2 separate regions of the Gasterosteus aculeatus genome follow, and region 1 is linked to region 2. The links are chromatin contacts, called in public Hi-C maps. All regions are on one chromosome and are shown on one strand. The core of a region is the stretch at or near the end of the contact, and the rest is flanking DNA. Distances in the headings are between cores, read along the strand shown. Region 1 overlaps musk (muscle, skeletal, receptor tyrosine kinase). Region 2 holds the start of lpar1 (lysophosphatidic acid receptor 1).

Evidence for each region. A called contact is a pair of places that touch in the nucleus more often than the background predicts.
Region 1: a Hi-C map of skeletal muscle shows a contact between it and region 2, with 7 times the contacts expected there. The contact joins the enhancer-like site here to the promoter of lpar1 in region 2. A contact is called at or near these places in 2 of 6 Hi-C or Micro-C datasets (skeletal muscle and tail fin).

Annotation. Positions count from the first base shown.
Region 1 is chr14:14,398,782-14,405,625 of fGasAcu3.hap1.1, forward strand. musk (muscle, skeletal, receptor tyrosine kinase) reads right to left here. Exons shown (of 17, transcript XM_040198219.2): 8 at 6,587-6,593; 9 at 4,682-4,945; 10 at 4,398-4,576; 11 at 3,834-3,857; 12 at 3,645-3,733. Among protein-coding and RNA genes, the nearest start is that of musk, 11 kb to the right of the region's middle. Within about 2 kb of position 2,805, at least 4 of the 9 cell types and tissues checked have open chromatin away from gene starts, as enhancers often do.
Region 2 is chr14:14,332,263-14,338,213 of fGasAcu3.hap1.1, forward strand. It overlaps lpar1 (lysophosphatidic acid receptor 1), which reads left to right and starts at 2,386. Exons shown (of 4, transcript XM_078088269.1): 1 at 2,386-2,670.

The DNA.
Region 1 (6,844 bases), core at 1,555-4,054, 67 kb after region 2:
GGACAGTAGCTCTATTCAGACAAAGCCATATGTACTACGCAGCATACTGTAGAACTACCTATGAAGGGAACAATGAGTCCTTTGCGTCCTTTCAGATAACACCAGATGGAAAAGGATTCCAGGTGCAATGCAAACAAAACAAACCCGCAGCCTTTTCACTAGTCCTCTGTGGTTTCTCCTGAGGCTTTCCTTGCCTTTGCTGCACTGGGTAGAAAACCAGGGGCGGGGGTGACGCTGTCTGGTGACAAATAACTTAATACATTTTTCATGGCCCTGATTAGGTCCCACATTAAGGTTCCTGTCTGCAGAAGGTATAATATGTAGGATACTTTAGGGGTTGTATAGTTGTTTCTGAAACATTAGATTACCAACTCAAATACTGAACATCTGGTGTCTTTGGGTGCCATACGCCTTAGTCATAAAAATACCAGTGGTCTAACCTATGCCAAAAGATATGAAGTTATGAGCTGAAAGGGCTCGTTTCAACAAGCACTGAGTAAAGCAAAATGCTCACATGGTTGACTATTAGTGCCAGGAATGTTAGAAATGGCAAATCCATATGACGAGAGGTGTCATTTTGTCATCCAAATACACATTTCTGATTGGGGCACTAAAGGCTGGCAAAGAAAACAATTGTTTGTATGTGCAAAAAGTACTTGGTTCACTTAAAACATTTGATATATAAAGGAACATTTGTGTCAATAGTTAAAATGTACCAACATTTACTCTTTGTAGGAGATGGGGTTCTTCAGTGTCAAACCGTCCAACCTCCCACGTGAAGAGGACTAGTGGCACTTTATTGATAACGCGCTAGGCTACTAGGGCTGTTGCTTTTAAGAAGAACCAAAAGAATATAAAAATGATAAATCATGTTGCTTTTCTGGTGATAACCAAAACTTGCTTAAAAACAACAGTGTCAACAAAAGTGTCATAGGACTCAAACAGAGCTATGGTCATCAAATAGTATCACATTTACAACAAAATACTAAATAGGATATGTGTAGAAAAGTTATGGGAAAAAAAGCCGAACAAATCACCTTGTTGGTATGACGTTATAGTGAGTAAACACTGTTGATGAACATCCACCTAACTGGGACTCAAGTGCCATGTCTTATCTTTTCATCTATCAAATATATAATGTATAATCATTTATTTATCAGTGGAGTTTCCCCACAGTCAGACTGAATCAAACTTTTGCTGTAGTATTTCTCCATGACTATTTCTCCGTGACATCATCCATATGTGTCGAGTATGTGCTGACCATGTGATTTTACTTCAAGGGGAAACATGATATCTTCTGGCTCATTTCCTAACGGACTCACATGTGAAGAATATCTTTCACTACAAAAAATATTTGCTTAACAACATCTGCTCTGTGATGCGAAGAAGGTAAATGATGACTTTAGAAAGAGCCACCGCTGACTGATTAGTGTTTAGAGAAGAAAACAACACTCAACGTGTATTAGTAACAGCTGCTCTTCCTCTGATGGACCAGTTTGGCAGGTAAAAGCTACATTGAGCTTCAGCTGTGAATTAGAGATGTGTATTGTAAGAGAGAAACTTTTCAAATCAAAAGTTGGTGGAATTAATTCCAGAGCAGTCCCTTTAGTTTCAGGGTACGGCATTTTGGCAATCTGCTCTGAGTCCGTCAGAAATGTGGGACCCGACAATACCCCAATCATGCTATATCCTGTAATCATACAGGAACTTAATCAAAACTGTCCCTTGTTATGTGTCCCATCCACCCTTCTGATTTATGTGTGGCCGGCACCTCGTGTCAAATAATAACAGTGTGTTCCTGGAAGTACAACATGTTCCAATTGTTAGCTGATGTCATTTTCTCAAATAAAGTTAGAGCCTGACTTTAATCCAGACCAGTGTCCCAAATCTTTTCAACTGGGCCAATTCAAACAACATTTTGTTTGGCACTATAAGCCACAATATTACATACAAATATGTACACCAAAATATCGTATTATTATAATTATTATCGTATTATATCATATCAATATGAAGTTCAACTCTCTCAATCAAAACCAACAAACACATTTACAAATGAAATGCGTAACCCTTGTGCTTCATGTACCAGGGATGAGCCAAACCACACATGATATTGGAAATTCCCAGTTCAGTAACCATCCTACCATACCATCTATCTTCCACAAGCAGCCATGACCTATCCATTAAGTCGTATCCATAATCATTTAAAATATAACTTTTTTTGTGCTTGGGCTTGTCTCCAGTTGACTCAGAACATGTTGAGGGCTAAGAAGTGTCAGCTTTCCTTTGAGCTCTGTTCACCACACTACTTTTTGTTGAGCGACCTCTTGAAAAACTTTTGCTGTGTTATCGTGACAAGCTGTCCAGGCGTTGTTGCTGTGAGTTGTCATGTCATTTTGGTATCTAAAATAGTTTTGCTTCTGTTTTCATACGTTGAAAAAGTAAAACGTGTGAGCAAATGGTGTGGACACATTGGTACCATGAAGCTCCCCTTAGTTACATAGAAAATGTTCCCAGTTGCTGTTAGTATTTGGTTTAAAGAGCTGCTTTGGCTGACATTTTAGGGCTCCAAGCTCTCATTTTACATAGTAATATATATAAATATATGCAAACTGGAAGTGGAGAGAAAAAAGAGACAGTGGACAGAAAATACATTAAAATCTGCCACCCCATTAATGGGAAAACTTTCTTTCAGTATCACCTTTAAGTCTGTCTGTGAGCCAGTGAACCATGTTAGAGTGAGTGTGTGTTAGCAATGGGGTCTGTGCAGCATATGCGTGTGAAAACTAATTGCTTCCAGAGGCAGGATGTGACATGATGAGCCCCTCCCCTCTTTCTGCTGGCCTGGTGCACACACACACACACACACACATACACTGCACAGGAGACTAGTAGGAGCTCACACTCAAAGACTCTCGCAGAGCAAAGCCGTAAAAACATTAAGAGGATTTTGGGCCACAGGGAGTGTGTGTTTGTGTGTGTTTTGTGCTTTTATATGTTTTTCTGTCTGTGGTTAGAGATCAGAAATATCCACAGAGTATCACAGAGTCTGGGCTTTAAACATGTGACTCAGAGACACTACTACATTTCCATAAGCAGATGATAGAATATTTCAACGCATCCTTATGCAACCAATCATATGTGACGTGACAAAAAGTTGACTTTTCCTACAAAAATAAGCAACACGTGTCAGTTTCTGATTCTTACATCAATGTAATCTTTTCAAAATACAGTGACGTCTGCACAGGAGACAACTCAGTTATGTTTATACAAAAAAAATCGTTGTACATTTTCCTTTATACGCATATACGCTTTGACAGTGAAAGCAACCTGGCAATCATAGTAAACCCGCCCTATACTTCGTATACTCAGCCTTATGAACGGACTATTTGAACGGACAATAATTTACTAAATTACCATCTGCTGTATTAAACCAGACTTGGAACTAGCAATATAAACCATAAACCCATTTTACAATGGTTACTGAGGGAATAAATCAGGTGGGAAGTAGATTTATTTTTTTACAGACATATGTCCAAGACACAATAGACACCTGGTGGTCAGTGCGGAGAGTGCAGGTTTAAGACCTCATCAGAATTTGAGGTTCACACATGCACACATATCCACATCCATAAGCCACATACCTGTTGGCTCCATGACTGACATGGCACCCCGGACCTGGTCACATTGGCGGTGCCTTGGTAGAAACGGCCCTTTTCACTGAAGCACGCTGCTGTTGACACCAAACAGAATTTCTTCAGAATTAACACTACCTAATGACTGCATGAGTTTGATTGAGGTTTGGGATCCACTTTAAATGCTTCTCCACTTACTTGTGATTTGATCTTTCTTGATGTCTGAAATGCAGAAAAGAGCAAATAAGAAAAACAAATAATTTTGAGTAGAAGTACAGCTGTCCCGCAATTTGAAAGTCATTTTCAGTACAGTTCCAATTATATTACAGCGCAAACATACCCACTATTACACCTCACCTGGCATCGCACACACAACGCTGGATTTGTGTATTTTGGCTGGGCTGGGTCAGACCCTATTAATGACCTCATAAGTATCAGCGACCTGTAGTTTAGTATGCCAGGCTTTACTTTGGTTAACTGCAGCCGGCCAACTCCTGCTTTTCTTTGACGCAACACTCTTTTGACGCAACGTTTCTTTTGCAAGAGTGTTTTTGCTCAAGTGGTTTGGTAATTAATTATCACACAACACTAGCAGCTTGTGGCAAATCAATTTAGTTCAATTTTTTTATTTATTTTAATTTATTATTTACTCTTATTTGTAACTCCTTTTCCAACGTGCTCCTCAGTAGAGTAGAGAGTTCTTCATTTTTAGGATTATTTGCTTTGAGTGGGGGAACTCAAAGCTGTCTCAGTAAGGCTTACCTACAAAAGGGACATGTGTGCAGGCGTCAGAATCTGCGTGAAGGCTCGGTAGGGCCTGACAATTGGGGAGGAGTGAGGTGGAAGCCGAGCTGAAGAAGCCAGATTGAACAGAACTGCTGCCCTCGAGCACCAACCACTCCTTGTAGCAGTACAGCTCCTTCACTGCCAGGCAGTGTTCTCTGTTGAGTTGAAGGAGCCAAAACAAATAGAGGAAGTATCAACTTCGTTCATTCAGTGATCCATTGATTGTTGTACAAACGGACAGAAGGAGACCAATTCATTACCGGCAGACGGGTTTGGGAGCCGGTCCTGACCCCGAGGGGTTGCAGTCGGGGAAGGAGGCGTGGCAGAGCAACGCGCGCGCCGCCGGGCTGCACAACGTGCTGAGGCCCTCCAGCTCCGTCCACCAGCTCTGGACCAGGTACTCCTGCATGTCCTCGGGGTCTGAGAGGGAGGAGTTAAAGAAGACTAGGAGGTCGTCCTGCAGGACGGTGCGGCACTCGTCTCCGCGGTACGCACTGCAGTAGCCTGTGACGCCCTTGTAGAGTCTGCGGGGAAGAAGACATTTTCAGATTGAAGACCCACGCAGAAGACGGTTGCTGCATGTGTTCTGTCAACAAGTCTACAAAACTGGACAAAATCAATGTATCTAAACCACATCTGGGTAAAAGTCACGTGACCATGCATGGACTGGAATGGAAGAAAAAAAACAAACTTGGGGGAAAAGCATTAGGTGAAAGATTCTCTGAACTATGGCGCAGTTAGTTCATTTCTATTGAGTATTGTAGTGTTACCCAAATGATTTTTCACGACTACTTGCTATTCCTTTAAGTGTGAGTACTGGAAGTGGAAAAGTGTCTTGGTAATGGACACTTACATAAGTCACCGTATGTCAAAGTGCTATCTGCACCAATTTCTCATTTCTGTAGGTGGGAATTTTACAAAATCAGAAAGAAAAACTGTGAGGGATAGGGGTGGATGAGCAAAGTCTTCATACGGTGTAGAAATTGTATTATGTGGTCAAATGAGTGCAAATTAGATTCATAGAACAAACTCTTAAACGGCTTATTTCTAATAATATTTATTTTCTGCACAAAATCAACAAAGATATTTATAATATATAAATAAATATATAAATATAAATATAAATGGCACACCCATGATAAAAAGTGTAATAACTCTGGAAATACTTTGTGTATTTGTACAATTTCTTTTTGTTGGGATAAAGTGGAACTCCTGTGAGTGATATACTGTGTGACAATCAGTCAATATATTACTCTTGAAAACGTTATATCAATATTACACACAAAAAAGTTTGAGATTTGCCTCAAAAAATGTCATAAACCAGCCCTATGAATCCCATAGAGCTACACCGTAGGATGAAAACACATTTACGCGATAGCCCAGTTTGTGGACAGTTCACATGTAAAGTTTCAAAACAACAACATTTATGATTTTTTCGCTTCCATGGCTTGATGGGTTTTGTATTGGAAGTTTGGCATGGTTTGTCTTAACGAAATGATACTTATATTACCGTAATCAGCGCGTTCTGCTCGTGTTGTTTAATGAATGAAAAAAATGTTGCATAAATTATCATAAAAATATGGCACTTTTGGTCAGTCAAGTCAACAAATATGCATTTAATATGTTCTCACTGTTACCCCACCCACTAAAGTTGAGTATTTTAAAGTAGTTTATGGCTTATTGTAGCCAGGGCTCTGATGTTGAAAACAAGGCTAACCATGCCTAGTTATGAGCATGATTAGACCGGCTGTGCTTCAATTTCCATGTCTGCTTGAAGAAATTTATATATATTTTTTTATCGATGGTTTGGTGGTTATTTCGCGATAACTTCGGCAGGCTTTGTCAGAGAGAAATAAAACATATACCACTAGAATCAGGGCGATCTGCTTGTTTGTTTTCCTTTTATTAGAATTTATTTTTGACTGACTGAAAAGGTTCTACACCACTGTATGCACTATTTTTGGACACATTTTTATAGTATTTTTAACAACGGAGGACGTGTATCAAACCGAGGGTCACAAGAAGCAGAGAAATACCAAATAAAACAGAGTGACAATACCATAAACATGTGGTCATGCAATGAGGCGGTAGAAAGAAATTGGAAGAAAGCCATGACACAAATGGTCAAGAAAAACGTTCATAGAAAAATCAACCATTTTGCTTACCTCCACTCTACGGGGAAATGGCAATATCCAGAAAATACCGGTTGAAGAAACACAAGCAGGAGGACAGGGAAGAAGAGAGGAGGAAAAAAGATCAAAATAAACAGGGTAAGAAAACCAACCATGGTGCTTCTCTCACCCGCTCAAAGCTATGTATGGGGCAACCAGGTGGGAGGACAGTGGTTTGATCACGGAGGAAGGGATGTGCTTGTGTGTGTGTGTGTGTGTGCGCGCATGTTTGTGTGCTTGTGTGTGTGTGTG
Region 2 (5,951 bases), core at 1,136-3,635:
ATGATACCAGATGGAGCACCACCCTGTGGGCGTGACCCATCTTAAAACAACACTTGTGGATTGGGTTTACTAGAACTACGTGGTGAAAAGAAAATAGATGTTTTCAGAGTTTGTCACACCTCTAAATGAAATGTGTTATTAATCACACAGCCAAATTGGAATGATTGAAAAAGTGGTAGTTGGCCTGTATAAAATTGGGTTTCAGACAGGAAAAAACTCAGGATCTTTTACTGATGGTCCACATGCTGCGGGTTATAACTGGCAATCTACTGGAACCACTGATGCCATGTCCTTTAGTTTGCCTAGCCCTAGGTGGCTCCAGTGTGTCGCCACAATCGGTCTACACTGCACAGTATTTGACCCCAATTCTTGCTCAGTTACAATAATAGATATGATCTAAACCTCACCATGACGAAAAACTATGACACAAACCACAAGCAAGTCCCCTGCAGATAGCTTTAACCCTCCCGCACAGATATTCTGACGGGCACAGTGACTGAACATAAAAACGAAAGTCTCAATGAGCCTGCCCGTGTCCAAAGAATTCTACAAAGAACACTCTGTGCATAACAGTGACACGTTAAGGTCAAGAGGAGACCTACTGTACATGGGACAAAGATAATATCAACACGGGGATGGACAGTAATGTCTAAAAGTTTCATTATAAAGGCCAAAAGGAGTGTATAACACAGAAGAAGGAAAGATGAAACTGTATTTAGATAATGCCTCAGGTAGGTTTAGGGTGTAGTCTCACAGCCTCAGTAGGTGAACATACTGCTTGTAACTTAAACAAGGAGCTGTATGTGTAGATATGCCACCAAATCATCACTTTCGTCCAGCTCAGGATGAGTGAATGAATTGAACTTTTGTCTCACTTTCCACTTTACTTTTGTTTGTTTGTTTGTAAATACTTCCAACTATTAACTTGACTATTGTTGACAAATTCAAAGCAAACAGATTTCCCCATTGACATTTTTTTGTGTGGTTCCTGTCCCGTTTTTGTAACTGAGTATCTCTGCCTTTTCCTTCTCTCCACATCACTATGTTGTTCTCTTTACTTAAAAGGGGCGGAAATGAACCGCAATGTTGTATGGGAATTAGTTCCTGTTTATAACTGTGCGGGTTGAACCAGATGCTGAAGCCTGGCAAAGTTATTTTGTTTTAATAGAGTTGAGGGATTTTAGATTTCCCATCAGGGTAACTTTCAATGTTGTTGAAGGCACACAAATCCAACTCTCCGCTTGGTCAGTGCCCAAGGACCAACACAGGATCACCCAGGTGACTGCTGTTCCTGTCCTGCGTTAACTTGCGTCGGTTTTGTGACAAGTTTACTTATTTTACATACCACACAAGTAATACCATGCTATTTGATCATATTTAGTGTAAGAAAACCTACATTGAAAATCTACTTTTTAAAGAATATATGGATAATAACAAACAGATACTGTAATTTTAATGTTGGAACATGGGATCATAGTCATAGTTTGACGTGTATGGCTACTGAGTAAGCAGTAGTATTTGGCGAGTAGGGTGCTGACAAATCATGGTTTAAAGTCTTTAGAGATTTGTCGTGGACCACGACACTATTTAGAGGCAACTTGAATTATGACTTTTCACTGCCAGGAGCAGGAGTCAACGAGGTGGATGGTTTTGAATGTTTGCAAACCCAACCATGTAATCAGATGTTAGTATACTAACTAGGTCTTTAGTCAGTTTGTGACAGGGTATACATCACATTGGATTAAACACAACCCAAATCACATCGACATTCTGTGTTTTACAGCCATAAATCCTTCACATACATATGCTCAATCGGGCCTTTTTACTCGTCTCATTCCAGCTTCGTGTGATGTCTTAAGGACATAGTGGCAAACATACCTGTAAAATTGGTCCTAAAAAACATTCAGCGTAACATATTCTACTAATTGAGACAAATGAGAAATGTTCTACTGTTGGACATATGGTGGCTTCAACACTTCATTTCATTCCCCAGTCGCGGTGGTTGGTTTTACGACCAACACCTCGCTAAGTGTTCGCAGATGTTAGTGGAGTTGGCAGACGTTACTGTCCCTACCGAACGCCATCTAGCAACCCGAGGAGCTCCAAAGCTTTACTTGGACACCAGCACAGGTAGACGGGAGAAAAACACTTCTAATATGTTGTGTGGAGGGTTAATAGAGGAATACAATATCAACCAGAGTTCCTCAGTGTTGGTTGCTCGCTTTTTTTCCACCCTCGGTTTCACTCCACCCCTCTCTTCCTCTCCCTTCCTGTCTCTCTCTTAACAAGTTACTAAAAAACATGTGTTTCCAAAAAGGCACTGGGGGGGGGGAGGAAAACAACTCTCCACTATAAATGCTAAAACCAATGCCTCAAGCAAAAAGGGCACACATCATGAGAGGACATTAATTTCCTACAAGATGAGTGGGAGGAAATGTGAACAATATGTTATTTTCACCTGTCTTTTATGTGGGGAACTTAAAGTGAATCGCGCGCGCGCGTGCGCACGAGCGAGCGAGCGAGATAGACAGAGAGAGAGCCGTGCCAGCACAGAGAGGCACGGAGACGCGACAGAGAGCATCAAGGCAAACTCCTCTCGCATTAACTCAATAAAACAGGGAAACGCGAGGAGAAAACGACATCTACCTCAGCAATAAGACATCGGAAGAGGTATTTTTTCTGCACGGACATAAAATGAAAGGGTTATCTGGCTGCATTTGGGATTTGGAGTCTTTTATTGCACCTCTGCGACTTTGACACAATAGTTGCGCCGTATCACTAGGAGTTGGTCTGTTGGGGAGGAATTTCAGGCAATACGAAACCAAACTCCGGTTGGACCTCTAGCAACATTGGAAAAAAAGCCACAGTAAGTATTTCACCGCGTAATGCTCATTGAACGAATCTTTATAAATGAACAAACAATTTGTTTTGCCCTTTTTCTCTGGGTCACTTAAAGCGCGTCTCCAAGCGCACGCACGGGTGTGTGGGCATCTTTATATAATCATAAGTTTACCTGCCACGTAGACGCGGCTAGAAAGCGATCGAGATATAAGACTTTGATGGTATTAGCAGATGCCTGAAAATGCGCCGTGCGCGCCGTTACTTGCAGGGGAGACGCTCGGTTGTGCGCACGGGCTGTAAAGATGTAGCCTACTTGGTAGCACAGAGCTGGGCTCTTTCATCAAACTCTGCGATTTGAACAAAATTTGTGGGAGGGAGAGCGCGGATGAAAACAAACCAAAGCGGGTACCGGGTCTGGGAGTAAACAGTTGTTTGCCGTGTTGATTTTCCACGCAGTCAAGAGGGGGCTATTGAAATTTAATTGATTTTGTTTTCTTCATTGAGCCTCTCTCTTTTAATAAAACACCATTGGTAAGAAAATAAAAGTCCAAAAGGCAATGCTTAGGGTGTAGGCCAAAGTGTAGCTTGTAGATTGAGGTAATTGAACATCATGAAGAGGCCCAGTGAACATCTCTTGCGGGTGTTGGCATCTTCCGAAGTAAAGGCCTTCATGTTGTCTACTACCGACAGAAGTCGATACTCCAAGCTGTGCTGTGGCCCCTGGCCTCAGTGCCAGAGCGTCATTTGTATTTATTGCATGACTTAAATTCTCTGTGAACTCTGTTAAAAGATTGCAAAACTGATTATGGGGGTTTGGTCCTGACACCAAAACCTGATCAGTCCTTCCAGATGTCTGACTCTCAGGCAGAAGAATATTAATCTGACGCTGCTACCAGAATGGAGATTAAGAATGGATGTGGCTGTGTGCTTATTGCCCTCCATTGACAGACCACAAAAAGACATCTTTTTCTTTCGAATATCAATATTTCAATCATGATTGAACAATCTGTCATTGATGATCATTTCTGTCATCTGTGGCCATACTTCCTGTTGTTTTTGCAGGAGGAGACCTCATGGCTCTTACAAAAAGTGGATTTAGTCTTTCATCTGAATGGTACCTAAAAAGATTATCAACTCAGTTTAGCATTTACAAGAGTGAAATTGCATTTCTGTTCTTCTTGAGCGACTCCTTACAGGTCTGTTCAAAATTATGACTCAGCCTGCGTGGCAGTCTGTTGACCTTATGGCTATGCAGTTAGTGATCATTTGTCCTTTAGAGGATCAATTTGATGGAATTGGAGGGAAAAGGAGTCAGCAAAAGTATTCAGAACACCTTTACCTGAATTTCAAGCCAAATTATTTCTGCATTTATGAGATGCGTCTAAGAAAGAATGTTTCTAAACCATCCATTTTTTAACTGACCATTGAATGTAGAAAAAAGAAGTACGCTATTTGCTCCCTGCATGGTGTCCTTGCCCTTTGATCTAACCCAATTAATGCTGAACCAAGACTCAAATGGTTTGCGTTAGTGTATGTCTGTGAGTGTTTATTTGTGGATTCCCAAGAGATGGTGAGAAGACCTTTTACCTGCCTCCCATCGCCAGGAACCTCAGGGGGTCTTTGAAGGTTCAGAGGAGGGTGAGAACCTTTTACAGTTGTGTAGATTGATTAGCTTTGAAGCTGTTTTTAATTATAGAACCCACATTCTCTGAGTAACATCTCACAACAAGTCACATTGGCACACTTAATACTTTGCAATATTTTCCAGATTGGAATATGGGAACTTTTTAACATTGTTACTTTGACTTTAAGAGCCTCTGTGGAATTTGTATGCTGACTTTAAACCAGGCTGTGACACATCCAACAGCTACAGTCAGAAGGTCAGATAAGGCAACTAAAGAGTCTTTAGCATTGTCAGACAATTTGGCTTCTCCTCTTCAACATGATGAATAATAAATACTTGTTATCACACAATCTTTTAGAACTAGGGCTGCAGCACCCTGGCGTCCTGACCTATTTGTTTATTTAACCGAGGCCAGTTGTGTTGCTTACAGATTTCAATCCAGTCATTCTTACAAATTTGATGAAAAACTGTGAAGTTAAATCTAAAAGAGAATCTGGCATCCAATGTTTTAAGATGGATGGGTTTGGACACATAAGCCTCCATTCTATAAACAAAACAAGCTAAAAACATGACCGTTTTACACATGTTCTAATAGTATAAATATAATACAATGCATATGATGCAGTGACACTTTAAGGGCAACAGGAGACCTACTGTATCAATGGACACGACAAATATCAAAATGGACACAACAGGAAAAGGATTACACAGAAAAACATTTGGAACAGCCTTCAGAGCTATCCAATAATAATCCAAAAAGTTTCCCTTTCCCTATGAATGCCTTTGCAAACTGCAAGAGCTACTGGCTTGGTACCAGAAAGGTTAATCTCCTGTCCTCCTCCTAAAGACATCTCAATGGTTAATCATATCGTGTCACCCTGCATATGAATTACTGAATTGTTGTGGAGCTCGGTGGTTTCCTTAGTAATCAGGGAGGTAGCACCGGCTATTAGTCCCGGTCGATAGACTTGACAGGATTGAAAAATCACACTCATCTGAAAGTTGTTTCACGACGAGTTGTTGTAAAGCTTTTTTGAAAAAAGGGATAAGCTGATGCTTCTGACATCTGACCTTCTCGGTCAAACTAAGCAAAACTCCCCCCCTGCAGAGACTTATCGTCTCCCCTGAAGATGACTGTTTTATGTTTCCCCACTTGAGCTCTGACATCCGTCAAAAGAGAAGTCCTTGAAACATCTGTGTTGTGATTATCGAAGGAATGACCCCACCCCTATCCACTGTCCTGCATTCCACCCATTCTTTCTGCCAACGTCCAGATTGTTTCCACATTCATGCAGGTAACAAGAGTTTTGTGAGCCGTTGTGGACAAAAGAAATTTTCCTGAAGTTCATGAGAGCAAGGAAATAATTTAAGAGAATAAGACAACAGCTATAAGAATATTGGAGATGCAGCAAATAGTTAATTAATTAAAGATTAGAAGAGTGTTCTTAAACATTTTCTCAGAGACAGTGGGATCCTACTTGTGGCA